3 separate regions of the Sus scrofa genome follow, and all the other regions are linked to region 2. The links are chromatin contacts, called in public HiChIP or PLAC-seq maps. All regions are on one chromosome and are shown on one strand. The core of a region is the stretch at or near the end of the contact, and the rest is flanking DNA. Distances in the headings are between cores, read along the strand shown.

Region 1 (3,091 bases), core at 287-2,786, 1.1 Mb after region 2:
GGAGAGAATAAGGTAGCAGTGACTCAAGATTGTGGGGGGAGGAGGCTAGCAGCCAGCTTAGAGAAACCCAGGACACTGTGAGTGACCCCCTTCCATGACCAGGTGGATCCTTGCTCCCCAGTGTAGACCATAGCATGAGTACTGAACAGAACCCAGGAAAGGGGTGTCAGTCCTGGATTTGGCTCCCAGCTTGCCACTCACCAGCAGATGACTGTGAGCAAGTTGCTTCTACTCCATTTCTGCAGAGACTCTGTGATATGGACATGTGACTTTCTATTGCACTTGTGTGGCCTGGATTAGGTCACGATGCTCATGAGAGCACTGGGCTCACTGTGGGTGCTAGGGGTTCCTGAGATGCTGAGGAAGACAAGTGTAGGCTTTGCCTCCTGGGGAGTTCCTCCCTACCCCGTTATGCTGAGGAAGGGCACATTGGTTGACTCACATCTAACTGATGGGAAAATGAGCATGGTTTTTTACGTTGCTCCGTTTCCAGGCCCAAAACTATTAAACCTACCATTGAGAATTAGCTGGCACTAGCAATTTGTCTGTGTGGGAGTGGATGGGGGCGCGGGGTAGGAAGGGGGAGGAGCTGAACCGGGAAAGGAGGGGGAAGCACATGTACAAAGCCTCCATGCCTGGAAATGGATGTCACTGAAGTGAAGTTCCAACCTGATGAGGGAAAGAGAGAGGCCATCAGGAAGCTGGGCTGTCTGCACTGACACATCCTGTGGCCCAGAAATACATCCCAGTTTCTCTCGCAACCTCAGTTTCTCCATCTGTAAAACAAAATGCTACTTTCCCACAGCTTGAAAAGGCCTGAGGTTCTTTTCAGCCATGGGGAGTTTTCTAAGGATGGAGAAAGAGAAAGAAAAAGACTTCCAGGCACTGTCCCATTCCCTAGGGTCCGGGTCTCCTAAATCAATTCTGGAACCACTGCCTGGCGATGGTGCGAGAGAGAGCCAGAGGATTCGTGTACGTCGGTGAGCGTGCATGCGTGACAGAGGGCTTTTAAATGAATCACTTTGTATCTAGCGGGGCAGCACCTGCTCCTCAGCCTCCAAAGGCAGCCGGAGCAACACGATCATTCAAAAGCTACCGCTTTCCATTCACGTCTATAATTAGAGCACAGGCTGCGGCTGCAGCTGGCGCTACAGGGGGACGGGCCTAGGGGCGGGGCCTATCCCCTTAGCCCCTCCCCTTCGTCCGCTCCCCTTCCTTCCAGCCGGGTGTCTCCAGCGGCCCCTACCTCAGCCCCGCCCTGGGTTGGGAGCTTGGCCCTCAGTCGGAGGATTCTTTCTCTTATTGCCTGGACGCCGGGGGCCTCCGCAGCCTCACTTTGGGGTCCCTCCAGTGCAGCAAATAAGCACCTTGGGGCTGCGTGTCCAGGAGGGCAGCTATATGTGGGGTGGCATCCCCCTCACCCCGCCCCAGCGCTTCGGCGCCCCGCCCTCCGGGCTCCTGCTCGCTCCCCCGCCCTCCCTGCGGCCCCTCCCAGCCACCTCTCCCTCTGTCGCATTACATAGTAATCTGAGATGCTTTGGATGAGCTCCAGGGAACAGAATGTACTTGGCAGAGACGCGGGGCTTGATGTCTGCAAAATGTCGGAAACGCAGCCAAGAGCTGCTAACTGGGTCATTAACCTCCAAAAGCAAAGCGAGGACTGTAGGCCCGCTCTGCCTCCCTTCATCTCGCCAATAAAAGTGCCTCAGTGTGAGGGGAAGAAAAAGCCCAAGGTTGGCTGCTTTGATTTCTAGGCACCAAAGGCAGACTCGGCCCCTCCTCCTGACCTAAGCCCTCCAGCCGCCCCTGCATCGGGTCCCAGTGTACAAGCAGCCTTTGAAAGGCTGGGCCTCCCCGAGGGGGCCCAGCTAGAGCCTCAGGAAAGACATTACCCGGCAGCGCCTCCCTACTGCACAGCCTCGGACGCGTTTTATTGGGTCTGAGAGGAAACCTGGGAGTGAGATGGGAAAGGATTAAGGGAGAAGATTCTAGGTCCATCCCAGACCTCACAACTAGAATGAAGGGTTTTGCCTTTCCTCTTCTCCAATGATGCTTCCCCTTCCTCCTCCTCTCCTCCCAGTCCACCTCCTTCCTCTCCTCATTGCCTTTCTGAGGGCAGGCTGTGTGGTTGCCGCCTGTGTACATGGCGGGGCTCCAGGAGACTTGAGCTCTGTCATTTGCTGTGTGACCTTGGATGAGTCATCCATTTGTCTGCTCCTTAATTCCCTTCTATGTCAATTGCTGGCCACAATAACACCTTACTGACCTGTCTTGCAAAATTTGTGAGGCCCAAATGTGAATGTCACTCACAAATGGCAAAGCTCTGCTCAGCGTCACAGATACAGAGATAGTCTCCCTCTCTTGACTCCTCTGATAGCCCCAAGGTCCCAGCTTCTTCTGGTCTTGTGTATACTTCTGAAAAATAGGAATATAAGTAGTCGCACTATGAAGCTTCAAAGGTTTGAATGTTCACAAGGGGATAGCCCCTAAAATCCACCCCCTGCAAGCTGTCCAGTCCTGTTGGATTACCAAACAGACACTTCCCCCTAACTTCCAAACCCACTTCTCCAGCGGCTGGATGGAGAGAGAAAGTGCTGAAACCAGGAGAGGTGTGGTGCAGTTCCTCAAATGATGAGACTCCCTCGCCTGTTGGAGGGAAGACAGTTGACCTGGTGAGAACAGCAGCAGTCTGTGGTCTGTGAGTCTGGACATCTGGGTAGTCTCACCCCAAGTCCAAGTCCAAGAAAGCTGATTTGTGCAACCTCACTTAGGTAAGGAGGACATCTCACCCTTGGTGGTGTCCACACAATTAGAATCAAGGCCAGCCCGGCATCAGCACTCTTCTGCCCTGTCCTTGCCTGGTCTCCCCATGCCTGCCACTGTCACCACAGCAGTTCCACTCTGCTTCCTCACCATGTTCCACAGAGGCCTGTGCTCCCTTGCCCCTGTGCCTTGGCTTCTTTTTCTTCTTCCTCTTCTTCTTCTTCTTCTTTTTTTTTTTTTTCCGTAAATCACCCAGAAGACTATGTGACCTCTCACTACCAAACATTTAAATCCTTTGCATCCCTCAAAACTCAGCTCAAATGCCAGT
Region 2 (2,713 bases), core at 62-2,561:
ATTAGAAAGATGAGGAGACTGGGACCCGGGATGGAAAGGCACCAGCTGGGCTAGTGAGCTGCAGCATGAAGTTCAAGATGCAGTCGTTTAACTTCAGAGTGGTGCCTTTTCCCATGCTGTGGTGTTAATAAATACATTCATTGCTCCCTGTTCTGAGCAAGACCCTGAGCAAGCCCTTCCGCATATGCCCTAATGCCATCCTTGCAATGGCCCTGAGAGGTAAGTGTTGTTGCATTTCAAAAGCAGAAACGTTTTAATTCTGCCCCTACTTTTCTTTTTTCTTCTTTCTTTTTTACATAATGATTTTTTTTATTATAGCTGGTTTACAGTGCTTTGTCAGTTTTCTACTGTACAGCATGAGTGACCCAGTTACACATACATGTATAGATTCTTTTTTCTCACATTATCATGCTCCATCATAAATGACTAGATACAGTTCCCAGTGCTACACAGCAGGGTCTCACTGCTTGTCCATTCCAAAGGCAATAGTCTGCATCTATTAATCCTAAACTCCTAATCCATCCCACTCCCTCCCCCTCCCCCTTGGCAACCAGGAGTCTATTCTCCAAGTCCATGATTTTCTTTTCTGTGGAAAGGTTCATTTGTGCCATATATTAGATTCCAGATAAAAGTGATGTCATATGGTATTTGTCTTTCTCTTTCTGATTTGCTTCACTTAGTATGAGAGTCTCTAGTTCCATCCATGAAATCTTTCCAAATCTTTTCTTTTTTTCCCAAATATTTTATTGTGAAAATGTAAAAATATAAAGAATATTTAAACAAAATTCATATCTACCATTAGATTCTACTACTAATATTAGTTTTCTTTTTGAGGATACTGATGATTCCCTATGAGGCATGCTGGTTTAGGGGTTCATGCTTTACCCACTCTTTTGGCCCTTGGGAACCCCTGAGCCTGGAGTGTTACCTGCACATGAGCATATGCAGCTTTTCTAAAAATGGAAAATCCAAATTCATCTCTTTGCAAAAATCTTCCAGTTCCTCCTGCATTTGGCCAACCTCTCCTGTGTGGTGAAAGTCACCATTTAAATATGAAACCCAGCTCAGTTTCCAAAAATTTAATTGCATTATTAAGAATTAGTTGAAACTGGGCTTTGTCAATCTCTGAGGGGCAAGGCTGGGACTGAAGCTGACCAAACCATCAAGGCTGGCCAGAAATTCATTGCAATTGCTGAAATACTTAATGTAATCTGGGGCTGTGTTGGTTGGCGACACCACCTCCAGTACAGTGAGTACCCGCTGGGTAGGGCATAGTTCTAGGCTCTCTGGGGGAAATACAAATTAGTGGCTAGAGAGAAAGACTGGCTTTACCACGGATCCAGTGACAAGTATGTCAAAGGCCAAAGAAAGATGATCAGGCAAGAGCTGGTAAAAATTCATAGCCAGCCCCACAGCCGCAGGCAGCAAGAGCTGGATTCCCAACATCAGCTTTCTTTGCACTTGTTCAGTCCAGGAGTCAGGTAGGAAAGATCCTGTGTTCAGCCCTGTTGCCTTCCAGATTTGATTAAGGCTCTTAGGAGAGTCATGACCTCAGCCTGGAATGGCAACACAGGAAAAAGACAACAAAAAAGAAAGAGAAGATGACTAAAGCATTTAGTGCAAGAGGAGGGGCGATGGATGGAGTGAAAACTGGGAAGTTTCCACTTGATTTTCAAGGCCACGGGTATAATGAAAGGCCTCATTTTCTTGTGCTATTGTTAAGCCTTTCAAAAGAGTCTCCTCTGCAAGCCTGCCCCCAAACCATAGGTCTAGGATGATTTCTCTCCATGCCTTTTGGCTTGGTTTGCTGATTTATAAAGGGGGAAAGCAACTGCTACCTTACAGGTATTCTTTTGAGGATTAAATGTGGTAAAGCTCAGTAAATGGCTCATTAACATAAATGTATAGAAAATAGACTGTTTGATATCCTATCCAGCTAGCCCAGCCATCTGGTAAAAAGTAGGACCAGACAGTTAGACTCATGTAACAGAAATTTGGAAATCATCTGATCCAACACCTGAATGTGGTAGATGAGAAGGGAGAAAGCAGCAAGTGCTTCCGACCAAGGGTGCAGAGAAAGACAGAGGCTGAGGAGGGCTTTGTGGGTGTGGGGAGGAATGAGAGACAGAGCTTTGCTGAACCCCTTGTGATATAATCTAAACTCATAATGAAGAGAGACATAGGCAGAGTCTGCATTTCAGAAGTCGAGGCTCAGAGTTTCCAAATGGAAGTAGTCTCCCTCAGATCCAAGAGCTAAAAAGCAGATGAGGGAGATTTAAACCCTGGCTGAGTTCAGAGCCCATGCTCTTGACCTTACACCATCTCACCAGGTTTTCTGCTTCCTTGCAAAGACCCATTTTTCAAGGTTTCCGTAGCACCTTCAGAAAAGAGGGGTGGCTTGGGAAGGGGGTTGTTTTTATGTTTTTTAAAGTCTGTGAATCCCTGTGGAACCCTTCTTTACACAGCTCAGTTTTACAATCTAAGATGTCTAAGTCCACAGGCTGCCCCAGGCCTCTTTCATCCCTAACATTCTCGGTGTTTCACACCAAAAAGAAAATGGTCCTCCTTTGCCTCCAAATCCAAGTAGTCCTTACCTACAAAAATGGCTTCTTTAAAATCATCTGCCTATGTTATTTATGGTTATCTGAGGCCCGTGCAAAGAGACTCACCTTCCATTTCCTTCCCCCAGGACCTAGTAGGTGCTAAATACACT
Region 3 (2,797 bases), core at 36-2,535, 1.0 Mb after region 2:
ATCAAAGCTTCGAGATGCTGGATGGCTCTGCAGCTCAAAGACGTGGGTTCTTTTTCCTTTTCCAAATACATTGTTTCTGCGGGAGCAACTTCTCTGATCCAAAGTACTTCACTGAGTGTATGCTGATGAATACAGTGGAGTTATCAACACTATAATTGTTTTCTCACTATGAAAGAGTTTGCAAAGATGTTTGTGATGATGTTTCAAGTATATAAACTCTAACTACATTTAAACAATATTTAGGTCCAGAGGAAATAAGAGAGCATTTTGCCGTGGGGCTATAGTAGAGGGTTTCTGGAATCTAGACAGGACTCTGAAGATACAACTTCCAACAGTTTTCCTAGTTAGTAAAAATCCTATTAATGTGAACCAGCCAGGAATAACAGTGTTATTTCTATTTGATATGGTTTGGGCTTCTCTTGTCAAATCTATGTCGGCTGCCCCTTGATCCCTCCATTATCAAGTTCTGAAGGGTGTTGGGGAAATTATGGCAGCTGCTAGGGAGATCAGGGAAACACTGATGTAACCTCACAGCCTCTCACCATTCCTCTTGGCGTGGAAAGGCTTTTTTTCCATATACATTTCTAGAAATATTGCTATTCTACCTTAGTATTTCACATTTGTAGTTTAAACAAGCGATTGTCCATCTGTTGCCTAGAGCTACAGTACATGTGTGTTATGAATGAAATATGACAGCATGTTCCATACCCTGCTTTAGCCATCTGTAGGAAACCAGGAGGCTGAAAAAGATATACCTCTGCAAAATATGCCTCAAGTTCATTTCCTGAGATCGCTCTTTTGGTGCACTTTCATGGTTGACAATCAAGAGCAGCATGTACTTGTGCCTTATTTTTAAAGCATCTTTATACTATTATGAATGCTCCACAGACGAGTCTGTCATGTAAATAACCATCCCCAAATCTCAAGGATGTACTCATCAAAAAGTCAAAATCCAGAGAAGTCTGAACTCTTTATCTTAATGTACTCTAATAGTATTTCTATTTGCTGTCTCTTGGAAGTATCTGGGAATATCTGAATTAGGAAAACATTCTTTTGCCATAAGGTGATGTCTTGGGTGTTGTTGGTGATTAGGTGGTCTTACTTAGTGATCCTACTCTAATTTTAGATAAACAGGACAGACAACTTCTGCTTGGGTCTTTAACACCCATTCAACATACCCGCTTTTTTAAATTGCTGTAATTTTTGGTTTGTCTGGTTTTGTTTTTGTTTTTTTATTTAATAATGGACAGAACAAGTGGAGGACCTTGGTTCTGAGTCATTACTGTGGTGTAATCATGGACATTTCAGGTCAAGTTATTTCCTTGACAGATAGCTTCTCTCATGAGGCTGTTTAGTTCACTTATTATTTCAAATTTTTAAAAAGTGATCTGATTAAAGCTGTGTGGCATGGTGAGAATTCTTCCTCCCTCTTTCTCTTTGTTTCCTTTCCTTCCTCCCTTCATTCCTTTCCATTCCTACTTATTAATGCTATCCTGCTTGGACTTTTTATAAATAAATCAACATATTATGATCCTTACAGAATTATGATCATATAAGGGAAGAATTGTATCACAAAATATATGCAGCATCCATAAATCCTTTTAAAAGAGCATATTTTCCAGATTGTGTTTATTCATAAAGTGAGGTGAGATAATAGAGTCTTTCAGTTTTATTTTAATGAGTTTTCTTCAGGGACTCAGATCATAGAGTTCTTGGCAAATTCATTTATTACTGTCCTACTTTTCTCAGCTATAAGCAAAGTGATCTTTCTCAGACTAGGTTAAGATTTTTTTTTTAAATCCAAAGCATTTTGACCAAGAAAACAATCATGTTTTTAAATGGTAGCATGTTATTTTAGATCAATGAAATTTGAGAATTTTCCTTATAGCAGGGAAAAACTATTATCTTTCTAGAATTTTTACACATATCAGCACTTTTCCAATGACAATATTAAATACTAATGCTTGAATCACAGTATTTTGCAGGAGTAGGTCAGCAACAGAGCTTTTCCCTAAAGCACAGATTACCAGCCCTTTAGTCTGTTTATAAAAAGCAACATGAGAAGAACAATCTGGGTCTTTCTGTAAAGCATTATCTTAAAATTTGGATCTGAGATTTTTTTTTTCTTTTGTCTTTTGTCTTTTGTCTTTTTTAGGGCCCCACCCGTTGCATATGGAGATTTCCAGGCTAAGGGTCCAATCAGAGCTGAAGCCGCTGGCCTGCGCCACAGCCACAGCAGTGCCAGATCTGAGCCACATCTGTGACCTACTCCACAGCTCACACCAATGCTGGCTCCTTAACCCACTGAACAAGGCCAGGGATCGGACCCATGTCCTCATGGATGCTTCTTGGGTTTGCTAACCGCTGAGCCACAACAGAAACTCCCTGGATCTGAGATTCTTTTGAACTCTGGCTAATATTGACCAGAACATGCCCTCTGTGTCATTTTATGTAAAGTCTCTTTGGAAAAAGCTTACAATTCTAGGAATGTATTTCCATTTTTGGTTTCACCCTTACTCCCACTTTCTATAAATTGACCTTGATTTTCCTTTTTTCAGAGGGTCACCTATACAGAAGGTAAAAGCATACCTAATACAAACATAATTCAATACATAAATGAATTTGCCCAGAATTAATGATAATCTCAATGAGTGTGTTGTTTTGATATGTAGGCAGAGGGGTTTTGGGGTTTTTTTTGTTTGTTTGTTTGTTCGTTTTTTAACCTGTCTCCAAGAAGAGTGGGATTCAGGAGGGGAAGAAGGAATGTGAAAGACAGGGCAGGTCATAATTCAAACAA

Evidence for each region. HiChIP or PLAC-seq counts read pairs in DNA pulled down with a chosen protein or histone mark.
Region 1: an H3K27ac HiChIP or PLAC-seq map of alveolar macrophages shows a contact between it and region 2. The contact joins the promoter of TPRG1 here to the enhancer-like site in region 2. A contact is called at or near these places in 5 of 5 promoter capture datasets (fetal liver, fetal skeletal muscle, liver and 1 more), 13 of 47 Hi-C or Micro-C datasets (blood, embryonic fibroblasts, fetal heart ventricle and 6 more) and 2 of 2 datasets of contacts at active chromatin or transcription factors (alveolar macrophages and skeletal muscle).
Region 3: an H3K27ac HiChIP or PLAC-seq map of alveolar macrophages shows a contact between it and region 2. The contact joins two enhancer-like sites.

Annotation. Positions count from the first base shown.
Region 1 is chr13:126,528,425-126,531,515 of Sscrofa11.1, forward strand. TPRG1 (tumor protein p63-regulated gene 1 protein) reads left to right here and starts at 1,537. Exons shown (of 7, transcript XM_013982282.2): 1 at 1,537-2,771.
Region 2 is chr13:125,418,375-125,421,087 of Sscrofa11.1, forward strand. The region is part of intron 3 of LOC106508008 (a long non-coding RNA gene); the gene reads left to right. Among named protein-coding and RNA genes, the nearest start is that of BCL6, 30 kb to the left of the region's middle. Within about 2 kb of position 1,312, at least 2 of the 83 cell types and tissues checked have an H3K27ac peak or open chromatin away from gene starts, as enhancers often do. A contact at or near this core is called in alveolar macrophages and skeletal muscle, where this site is marked.
Region 3 is chr13:126,466,251-126,469,047 of Sscrofa11.1, forward strand. It overlaps LPP (lipoma-preferred partner), which reads left to right. Exons shown (of 11, transcript XM_021071250.1): 11 at 1-2,797. Among named protein-coding and RNA genes, the nearest start is that of TPRG1, 62 kb to the right of the region's middle. Within about 2 kb of position 1,286, at least 2 of the 83 cell types and tissues checked have an H3K27ac peak or open chromatin away from gene starts, as enhancers often do. A contact at or near this core is called in alveolar macrophages, where this site is marked.